Regions from separate parts of the Gossypium hirsutum genome. Here region 2 is linked to region 1. The links are chromatin contacts, called in public Hi-C maps. All regions are on one chromosome and are shown on one strand. The core of a region is the stretch at or near the end of the contact, and the rest is flanking DNA. Distances in the headings are between cores, read along the strand shown. Region 1 has its middle 10 kb from the start of LOC107934633. Region 2 has its middle 26 kb from the start of LOC121230801.

The links. Hi-C and Micro-C count contacts between places; a contact is called where the count stands out from the background.
Region 2: a contact with region 1 is called in a Hi-C map of leaf, with 1.7 times the contacts expected there. The contact joins two enhancer-like sites. A contact is called at or near these places in 2 of 34 Hi-C or Micro-C datasets (both in leaf).

Annotation. Positions count from the first base shown.
Region 1 is chrA06:124,998,667-125,004,488 of Gossypium_hirsutum_v2.1, reverse strand. No RefSeq gene overlaps it. Among protein-coding and RNA genes, the nearest start is that of LOC107934633, 10 kb to the left of the region's middle. Within about 2 kb of position 4,513, at least 1 of the 9 cell types and tissues checked has an H3K27ac peak or open chromatin away from gene starts, as enhancers often do. A contact at or near this core is called in leaf, where this site is marked.
Region 2 is chrA06:125,117,855-125,123,321 of Gossypium_hirsutum_v2.1, reverse strand. No RefSeq gene overlaps it. Among protein-coding and RNA genes, the nearest start is that of LOC121230801, 26 kb to the left of the region's middle. Within about 2 kb of position 3,956, at least 9 of the 9 cell types and tissues checked have an H3K27ac peak or open chromatin away from gene starts, as enhancers often do. A contact at or near this core is called in leaf, where this site is marked.

The DNA.
Region 1 (5,822 bases), core at 3,264-5,763:
AGTGTATTATATTTAAAAAAAATTAAGTAAAAACTAATCTAAAAAATTAAATATGGGCTGGCAAAATCGTGCTCGAGTTTACCTTTTTCCAATTGGGCCGGGCTTAAGAGCAAATAAATAAACTCATTTTTCAGATCAAATCTAAACAAGGCTTAAAAACTTGATTTAAATACTTCGCATAGACTCAACTCAACCTAACCTACCAACACCTCTAATCTCAAAATCCGATTTTCTTTTCTTTTTATAATTAAAAATTACAATAATTTAGTGAAAACAAAAGGTCTGAATTAGGTAGGCCTCTGGAATAGCCAAAAAAATAAATTAAATAAAACTGTACAGGCTGTCAATGACACGTTTCTGTAGTAAAGTAATGGCATTCGATTTATGGCTCAACAAGAAATAAATCTAAAAAAATAAAAATCTGACTGAAAAAAATTAAGAATAAAATCAAATTATGATGGTAATTTAAAAAATTTAAAAATCTAAGCCGAATCAAACTGAACCGATATCTAGTGTAGTTCAATGTGAGAGTACGATCCTCAATGCCATCATAGTCGGAAGATCCTATTCTCTAGGGTTAAATTCTACAATTAATTTTTGTACTTTCCGTAAGTCGTAAATTTAGTTTTTATACTTTAATTTGATTATTTTTGGTTCATGTACTTTTAGAATGTTAAAATTATAGTTCAAACCAAATGGTTCTTATTGAATTCATTAATTTTTTTATTTTCAAAATTTTGATGTGGCAAACATGTTGTCACATGTGTAAGTCATGTCAGTTTGTTATTTTCACGATTACTCGAAAAGAAATTGAAATTTTGAAAATCGAAATATATAGTGACTAAGAATGATTCAATTGAAAAATATTGACTAAATCTACAACTTTATACATAATAAATGACTAATAATAGATTTAACTAAACATATTTAGCTTCCGTTGTTTGGTCAGAACTAAATTTGACCAATTCAAAAATATAAAAACTAAAATTAATAAAATTAATGTATAAATACTAAATTCACAATGTATGCAAAGTATATGGTCTAATAACAAAATTTTACCTATTCTGCTGTGTTCTTACATTTCCATTTGCAATTTATTAAACCAGCCAACCGACAAACCATTAGACATGATATTTTTATATACATATTTAGAGCTTAGTTTATTATTATTATTATAAAATCTCGAGAAAATAAATAAATAGTTTTTAAATAATAGGGATGAGTATTCTAGCATAGAAGAGATTTGTATTGTGATACTTGGAGATTATTTATGACCAATCTATGATGTATAATTGTGTACAGTCAAATCACATTAAATCAAATCGAAAATTTTTAATATAATTTAAATTTCATTATTTAAAGAGATTGAATAATGCTAACTATAAAATATTTTGAAGATCTCAATTTTTATTTTAATTTTATGAGGATAGTTGAATACCTTTTTTTGCGGCTACTTATGGAGAATGCGATTGCAATTGATTTGTACCTTAGCAAGTATAAACTCTTATACATGATATGCTTGTTCTAGGTAGAACATATCTGAGAAAACAATTATCATTATTCATTTAAGGATTTGTACTCAGGTGCAATTTTGTAAGCAGACTCAAGTGAGATGGCAAAGCCAGCAAAGTGGTTGAAGGCACAGTAATGACAAACCACGGACATGCGCCTCCATTGACCACGAATTGGTCCCTACGAATCCCCAAGAGCATAAACCTTAGAAGGAACTAACAATCTTGGATAGGATACAAGGTGAAGGAGAGGCTCTATCCTCAAGTATGAGCTCATGTGTTATTTATACTCTGCCTAAATATTCTCCTAAGCCTACAAGTGTCCTCTATCTGACTTAAGCATCGGACAACACCTTGAAGCACAAGCTTTGGCACCCCTTAGCGCACAATCTCTTTATCTCATCTCTGTCTCAAATGATTGAAACAATTGGTGCCATGAATCCCACTATTGAAGCTAATACCCCTCTTTTCGATGTTAAAGATGACTTTCGAAGACCCCATTGCACGAGCCTCACTAATGTCCATTACCAAACTTCTTGTTCACCCTTCTAATACCTATTGAAACATCTCATATCGAAATATCGGTGCTTATCACAGCTTTACCGTGACAAGGCATTACCCTCACTAACAGCTTGAAAGTTTAGCTAATGTCATCTCCGACCAAGCTTTAACTCTAGAATATCTTAATCACCTAGAGCATGCGTAGCTAAGGGCACAATCAACCACGGAGGTGGAACTGCTCCAACTCAATTAACAAAACTCAGAACGTACCATGAGCATTAACAAGCTACTTAACCCTCAAGGCAAGCAACTCCTATCTACCTTTCTTGATAGCAATGTTGACATTTTCGTGTGTCTGTAGTAAACAATCTAGGGATAAACATGGACATCATTGTCCACTCGCTTAATGTAAACCACAAAGTGATGTCGATTAGACAAAAAAAAAAACGTAAGTGCGATAGTGGGAAAATCTTAGTGATATGAGAATAGGTGGCAGATTCATTTGTGCTTAAAAAAATATTTAATTTTAGATTTGTCCTTACTCAATTTTAGATTTAATCGAAATATAATGTGTTTATTGGATTAAAAAAAAGGTTAAATTGTGCTTCAAGTCCCTTTACTCTTCAATCATTTAGCCCCACTACTTTTCATATGTAAAAATTTAAACCCAATATTCTATAAAAAACCGGTTTCATTACAACATCATTTTTCTGGTTGCATGGTTACTGAAGTTAGTATATCTTTATTTCAGATTATGAATCCAATGAATTTAGAAGAAAATTGTTTAAGGAAGTTAACTATTGGATCAAGATTTTAAAATTTAAAAAGTTGAGAAATTAAATACCTAAAAATAAAAATAAAAGTAAAGAAACTAAATTTTAAATTTAAAAAAAATATAGAGACTTGTAGCATATTTTAACTTAAAAAAATCACCATATCATTTTTATTATTTTGTAAATGATACTATATGATCTTTTAAGATATTACAGAGGGATTCTGTTGTACGTATCAGAATAAAAAAAAAACACATATAGCAAAATTTCTGAATTTTGGCTGTCTAGAGATATGTACAATTGATGCTTTATTGTCAGCCCAGCCAATTCCCAATGATTAATTAATTGCTACCTACCTCGAGTCAATAACTCAATTTACCTACATTGCTGACGTTCCCTTCCCATTGTCAAGGAATTGAGGTCTCCTTTGGATCCCATATGGCTTTGTGAGTATTTTGTCTGCCCCACCTCACTAGTTAATTAATGTAAGTTATCACAATTAATGTAAGCTACATCAGAACGAAAGAAGAAATAGTTATCCTGTTAAAAAAATTATTTATTTTTACTGTTAAAAATTAATTTTTATATGTCAGCATGAAGTATATGTAGTATTTTATGTGTAATTGTCTGGTTATTCTGTCAATTATGCTAGCTTTTAACAATAGAAATGGATAAAATTTTTAGGGTAAACTATAAAAATAGTCACTTTTGTTGGCTTCAGATTACATTTTCATCACTTATGTTTGAAATATTACGTTTTAGTCACTTGTGTTATTGCTTTGATATGAAGTAGTCACTCTGTCGTTAAGTTTCATTACCTCCCTACGACAATCCTACGTGGCAGTCCAAATAGGTTTTAAATGTCGACTTAGATGTCCAACTAGGATGAGAATAGTTTTTTCAATCAAAATGGAAAAGAAAACTAAAAGAACGGAGATGAATGGTTTTTCTTTTCCAGTTCAAGGTATAATTAATTTATAATTTTTAATTAATTAAATTTATTTAATTAAAAACCTATTCTCGTCTTAGTTGGAATTTAAAACCCATTTGTACTGCCAAGTAAGATTGCCGTTAGGGAAGTAATAGAGCTTAACAACAAAGTGACCACTTCATAACAGGATAACGTAAGTGACTAAAACGTAACATTTCAAACATAAGTAACTAAAATATAATTTGAGACAAACAAAAATGACTATTTTTGAGTAAATGTAACAAAATATAATTTAACTTCTAACATACGAGTCTCCATAAATTTTTTTACCAAGAAAAGTGGTTTTTTTTATTCATTGAAGAAAGGGATATTAACATTAGATTAAATTTAATAATAAAAACGATGAAAAAAATTATGTATTTTCTTAGATTTTATATAATAAAAAATATAATAATATAAACACCTTTATGATAATATTATTATGTACAAATTTAATAATAGCTCTAGCCTCTAAGTGTGAAAGATGGAGTTGATACCTCCAAAGGCACCACAAATGACATAACTATGACAGTAGGAGAGCTACAAGAACAACTTGCTCTGCTAGTAATGAGCTTTAAAAAGCAATAATAGCAAAGGCAGAAGGAGAGTTGCTTTTAATGAGACAAATTCCGACGAAACGAAAAAGGAAATAAATGCCATAAATATGAATGCTTTGGGCCATTTAATGTCACCTGGAACGATGAGTCAGAATAATGATTGCGACGATGATTGGATTCAGTCCAATTTTGCCAATTTGGAAAGAGCCCCAGTACCATCTTTTTGGTAAAAGTAGGCCCGTTTTCAAAACGTCCCAGTCTGGTGCAAGCTATTATATGCTCCCAGTTTTAATTCTTTAAAAAATTCGGTTAGAAAATAATTTTTTTACATAGTGAAATATTTTTTTTAAATATCGATTTAGTTTTTGATATTTATAGCAATAAGTCCTAGACAGAATTCACACTTGTGTTTTTAGATAGAATGATCGTTGTTGTTCTCGACTTTCAACAAAATGATATTTTTTACTATTCTTGTACCACGAACTATTTCGAGTGTGGGTCTTGAAAGATTCGAATCAAACACAAAATTAGAAATAATTTTTCTTTATTTAATGTGAAAATGAAAATTCTCTTTTCAAATAGAAACCGATAGAATCATTATTTCGAAAAATATATTTAATTCTTAGAGAATAAAAATGTCTCTATTTTCAGGTAAAATAATTATATCTGAAAGTTGTATAAATAACCCTATTAGTACCATCTATTTATAGGAAAAGAAGGTAGAAGATTTGTTGCATTGTAGAAGTTTATTTCAATTAGAAAAATAAACTCCTAATCTAACAAGAGTATAGGGGGCAATAACACTAGTTAATATTATTAGGGTTTGTCGTTCACCCCTTTAACACCATATCGGGCCCAATTATAAGTATTTCTCGGGTTTTTAACCCAATACTTTATAATTTGATCTAACCCAATAATTGTCTTTCTATTTCTTAAAAAACTTTAATATATTTCTAATTAAATAATTTTCTTAACCCAATTCTAGTTTTGTTAAAATCATAAAACTTTATCGTAAAAGAATTTATGATAAAATATATATAATATTTCTTCGTTTAATTGTTCATTATGATCAAATGATTTATTTCCATTTTCGAACTTCATTTAATTCGAAAAACATAAATTCATTCTCAGGTCATTTTCATTTAGGAGAAAACTATATTAATTTCCAAATGATTCTATTTCTCCATTTTCATTTTTATTTTGGAAAAAAACCATAATCATCTCCAAATGTTTCCCATTTCTCCATTTTTGCCTATTAATTATAAACCCATTTAATTACGAAGTCATTCTACTATAATATCATGTCTGAACTCTTACCAACCACATATCATTAAGAAAGCAACTCGATCTGTGCTTGTCCAATGACCTTATCATAAGTGTGTTACCCTCATAGGATATCCTTAATCTCTTTGGGGTACTATTCGTTCTCCCAATATGATCATATTTTATCTCATGGTAATTATTACATCTTCTTTCATAAAAAGTCAATTACTATTAAATAGTAATCAAG
Region 2 (5,467 bases), core at 2,707-5,206, 120 kb before region 1:
CAAGAGCGCAGGTTGAAAATACAAGTCTTATCTTCCTGAGGTAGCAAGGAAGCAGACTGAAAATTACAGATCTTATCTCCATGTATCAGCTATGGAGCAGATCAAAAATGGTGAGTCTTATCTCCATGTATCGGCTATGGAGCAGATTTTAGTCACCAGCCTTATCTCTCTGAGGTAGCAAAAGAGCATGTTGAGATACATTTCTTATCTTCCTAAGGTAGCAAAGAAACAGACTGAAAATTATAGATCTTATCTCCCTAAGCAGTAGTAGAGCAGATAAAAAATGGCGAGTCTTATCCCCATGTATCAGCAATGGAGTAGATTTCAGCCACCAGCCTTATCTCTCTGATGTAACAAGAGAGCAGGTTGAAGATACAAGTCTTATCTTCCTGAGGTAGCAAGGAAGAAGACTGAAAATTGCAGATCTTATCTCCCTAAGCAGTAGTGGAGCAGATCGAAGATGGTGAGCCTTATCCCCCTAAGCAGTAGGGAAATAGGCTGAAAATTATAGATCTTATCTCTCTAAGCAGTAGAGTAGATCGAAGACGGTGAGCCTTGTCCCCCTAAGCAGTAGGGAAACAGGTTGGAAAGTACAGATCTTATCTCCCTAAGCAGTAATGGAGCAGATCGAAGACGGTGAGCCTTAACCCCCTAAGCAGTAGGGTAACAGGCTGAAAATTATAGATCTTAGCCTTAACCCCTTAAGCAGTAGGGTAATAGGCTAAAAATTACAAATCTTATCTCCCTAAGTAGTAGTGGAGCAGATTGAAGACGGTGAGCCTTAACCCCCTAAGCAGTTGGATAACAAGCTGAAAATTACAGATCTTATCTTCCTAAGCAGTAGGGTAACAGACTGAAAATTACAAATCTTATCTCCCTAAGCAGTAGTGGAGCAGATCGAAGACGGTAGCCTTAACCCCCTAAGCAGTAGGGTAACAGGCTAAAAATTATAGATCTTATCTCCTTAAGCAGTAGTGGAGCAGATCGAAGACGGTGAGCCTTAACCCCCTAAGCAGTAAGGTAACAGACTAGAAATTATAAATCATATCTCCTTAAGCAATAGTAGAGCAGATCGAAGATGGTGAGCCTTATCCCCCTAAGTAGTAGGGAAACGGCTAAAAATTGCAGATTTTATCTCCCCAAGCAGTAGTGGAGTAAATCGAAGACGGTGAGTCTTAACCCCCTAAGTAGTAGGGTAGCAGGCTGGAAATTACAGATCTTATCTCCCTAAGCAGTAGTGGAACAGATCGAATATGGTGAGCCTTATCCCCCTAAGCAGTAGGGAAACAGGATGGAAATTATCGATATTATCTCCCAAAGAAGTAGTGGAGCGGATAAAAAACGGTGAGCCTTATCCTCCTAAGCAGTAGGGAAATAGGCTAAAGATTACAGATCTTATCTCCCTAAGAAGAAGTGGAGCAGATCAGAGACGGTGAACCTTATCCCCCTAAGCAGTAGGGAAATAGGCTGGAAATTACAGATCTTATCTCCCTAAGCAGTAGTGGAGCAGATCGATGACAGTAAGCCTTATCTCCCTGAGCAGCAACGGAGCAGGTTGAAGATTACAAATCATATCTCCCTAAGCAGTAGCGGAGAAAATTGAAACGAAAAGCCCTATACCCCTGGAGATGTAGTGGGTTAAATTGAGGCTACTTGAAGAAAAGAAGCGCCGAGACTCAGCAGGCCCAGGCAAAATTGGCCATTTTATAGTCTTTGCTCCATTCTCGTTACACGACAATGAGCAAAGAGGGGCAGCTGTAATAGGCTAATTTTGGCCTGGGCCCAAAAATAATAATAACTGAAGCCAAAGGATGTAATTGGTCGAAAACAAGCCAAAAAGGACCAAATTGAAAGACAATCATTAAATTGTGGCCAAATAAAAAAGATGGAGAAAGCCAATGAGTTATCAAAATTTGTTAACTTGGTAAAAGGCTAAAAATAGGAAGATTTGATTTTTATTTTATCGAAACCATTTTTTTTATTTTGGAAAAAAATGGGGATCGACTTTAAAATGAGTGGAGTCACCACCAATCCTTTTGTTTAGGTGTGATTGGATCACCTGATAAAATATTTTATTTTATTTTAATCAATTTTGGCCTACGAAATTTGCGAAAATGGTTCGGGAGCTGGTTACGTACGAGAAAGGATTAGCACCCTCGCTACGCCCGAAAATTGGTACCAAATTGATTAAGTATTGTCCTTATATCTAAGATTTAGAAATATTTTGAAATATGATTCCTTTTAAAACATTTGAATGGCTCAAGTTGGTCGTCAAAATTCTCTCGTTTCAAAGGGAATACAGCACCACATCCAGCACGATAAGACATGATCCTTTATACCTTTGAAACCATGATTAATTTTTTACTTCCAAAAGCTCGTACGTTGAAAATTACAAAAGGATGCCCAATTATTTAGTCCAACGAAAAATCGAAGCCCAACACGGTAGGGCACGATTCCTCGAATTTCTAAACATTGTACATTGCCTTGTTTTAGAATTTAGAAAACATGAGTGAAATTCTAAAGGAATATTTGATTATTTTGAACAAACAGGAAATCGAAACCCTGCACGATAGGGTAAGATTCCCCAAATTTCCAAACATCAGACATTGCCTTCGTTTTAAGGAATTTTCAAATGAATAATTGTGAAACTAGCTCAAAATGCATTAAATTGCTTGAAATAAAATGGAACAAATAATATGGATCAATAAGTTTAAAGCTTCAGTTATAATACAACATCGTGAATGAAAGACGAAATTATAAGCATGAGACAATATACATGAATATCGTACTATACTTAGTGAATGAAGATAATATAAACTTAAGAAACCAATTAACCAAACAAACAATAAAATATAATTAATTCAAGAAAAATATAACCAAATTCCCAAACATGGATGAATAACAATTGATATAATAATAATACAAAAATACGAATAAATAATATGCAACAATAATATATGGAACAATGTGAAAACCAAAAATGACACATAATATGCAAAATAATATGAAAACTAGGAATCAATGTAATATAAATAATTTAAAAGCGATTAAATATATGATTAATTTACAAAGGAACAACACATGCTAGGGTTTGAAATAGTTTATATGAATAAAATAATGACACTAATAATTTATGAATGATTATTAAACTAAATATTATGTAAGAAGAAATTTGAAGAAAAATGATATACAAAATAATTTAAAAGAAAACATATTGGTTTAAAAATGATGATATATATATATGAAATGAAAACTTAATATAAATAATGTATATACAAAAATAATAAGAATATAGGAAAATATTTGAAACAAACAAAATATAATACCAAAATTGGATTCTTAAAAGAAACAAATAATATACATAAATAAATTTAGAGGAAGAAATATATGAACATGTTTGAAAGGGAATTTAAATAAGTAATTCCGTGTAAAATATATATATGCATCTATAAATATGAATGTATGAAGATAAATATTGTATAAAAAATTTTAAGCATAGAATTACATGGAGAAAATTTTAAAATAATAAATTATATAATAAAACAATTCAACAATATAAAATAAAACTAAAACAAAATAAAATTAATAAAATAATTCAAAAATAGTATGTTAAAATAATAGGTTTAAAAAAATAATAAATAGATCCTCAAAAAAAATATAAAACATAGATTAAACTTGATTGAAATAAAAACAAAATTGAAAGGATAATCTATAAATAAATAGATCATTAAAATAAAACGAAGGATCAAAATAAAAAGCGCACAAATGAGCAGGACTTGGAATGAAAACATACTGAATCTCAAAACGCAGTGTTCAAATATGGATTAAATTGTAATAACGCGCAAATCTCAGGGAAAATGTAAAAAACAAATAAAACACGATTGAGGCCTAATTAGAGATAGGTGCAGGAGGGTAGGGACTACGTGCGCAAATATCCCATCAACAAGGAAATGCGCGGATCTAGGGTAAGTGGGTCGGGTCACGCGAGGATCCTCACCCCCTTGAACGGCGTCTTTTCACTTTGTTATCAAAATTAAAGAAAAAATTGAATGGCAATCTGCCATTTTCGCAAGCAGCAAATGAAATCCCTTTTTGCTAGGGTTTCAGTGCAATTCAACAGCCCCATTCAATCATCATTTCACCCTCATAATCGGAGATCCCCATCTCCATCAAAGCCAAGGCTCGAGGCCTATTCTCACCCGAAGATCCCCATCTTAAACTCCAATTTCGACGAAGGAGACAAGGACCCCGATGGTGCACCCCCGAAGGTAAACCTCTCTCTTATCTCCTTTTATTCTCATGCGAAAAGATTTTGTGCAAAAACAAAAATAAAAATGAATCAAAACATGAGAAAAATGAAATCTCAAATCACCTTCTATTTTTTTGGTTGCTTTTGTATTATGTATTCAATATTTCGTAATGTATTTCTGTAAAAAAGGAAAAAAAATCCTGTTTACATCGTTTTTCTGGCTTTTTATAGCCGATTTACAGTATAAATAAAATAAAATTTGTATTTTCTTGCTGTCATTTACTGGCCTATTTTTCTGTTATTATTTCTGTTGCTCTTCTCGCAGGTTCCATTGGAGATGGTCGTTCGAAAGGAGCGTTCATGAGCGTGAGCGTGAGCGTGAGCGTGGGAAACCACTCGTGGGAGTGGCTGGCTTGTGGCGCTAGCAGGTTTTCAGAAACCTCTAGGGTTTTTGGTATTTCCGAACTATTAGGCCCCTTTGGGCCATTTTTAATTGGGTTTTGGACTAGTGTTTTATTTTTGTTTTGGGCTATATTTTGTTATTGGGCTTGAAGGGATTTATGTGGGGTTAATGGACTGTTTTATGATTTTTATGATTTTATTATTATTTTTAGTTTTTCGCATTTATTTTATAAGTCTAAAGGCCCGGGCAAAATTAGCCTTCTACATATTTTTTTTATTTTTATTTTATTTTATATTATTATTAAATTAGTTAGGTTATTTTTAGTAAACCCCATGTATATAAATAGGAGTATTTTGTTTTTTGAAAGGAGGACTTTGAGGAGACTCGGATGAATTAGTTTTGGTATTCCTACTTCAATTTGGACTTGGATTATTCTCTCTTTTCCTATTTCCATTGGAATTGAATTATTTTCTTTTCTCTTTCAATTACGTGGGAATTTTGTCCATTTCATTTCAATTTCTTTATTTTTTCTAAATTCGTCCAATTGCGTTTACCCCTTCCGTTTTTTTATTGTTTTACAATTAAGTTTTTATTTTTTTTGCCCTAAAATTTGTTTTGACTGCACTTTGGTCCTCCTTGAAGCTGTGCGTTTTGGAGGGTGAGATTATTTCCCTTTTGGTCCCTCCTTGTTATTTGCATGTTCAAATTGGTCCATTTCCTTTTATTTATTTTTGATTTGCCCCAAAAAAATTTTTTTTGCTATTTTATTATCAAATTAACTATTTTAATATATTATTGCTATTATTATTATGTTT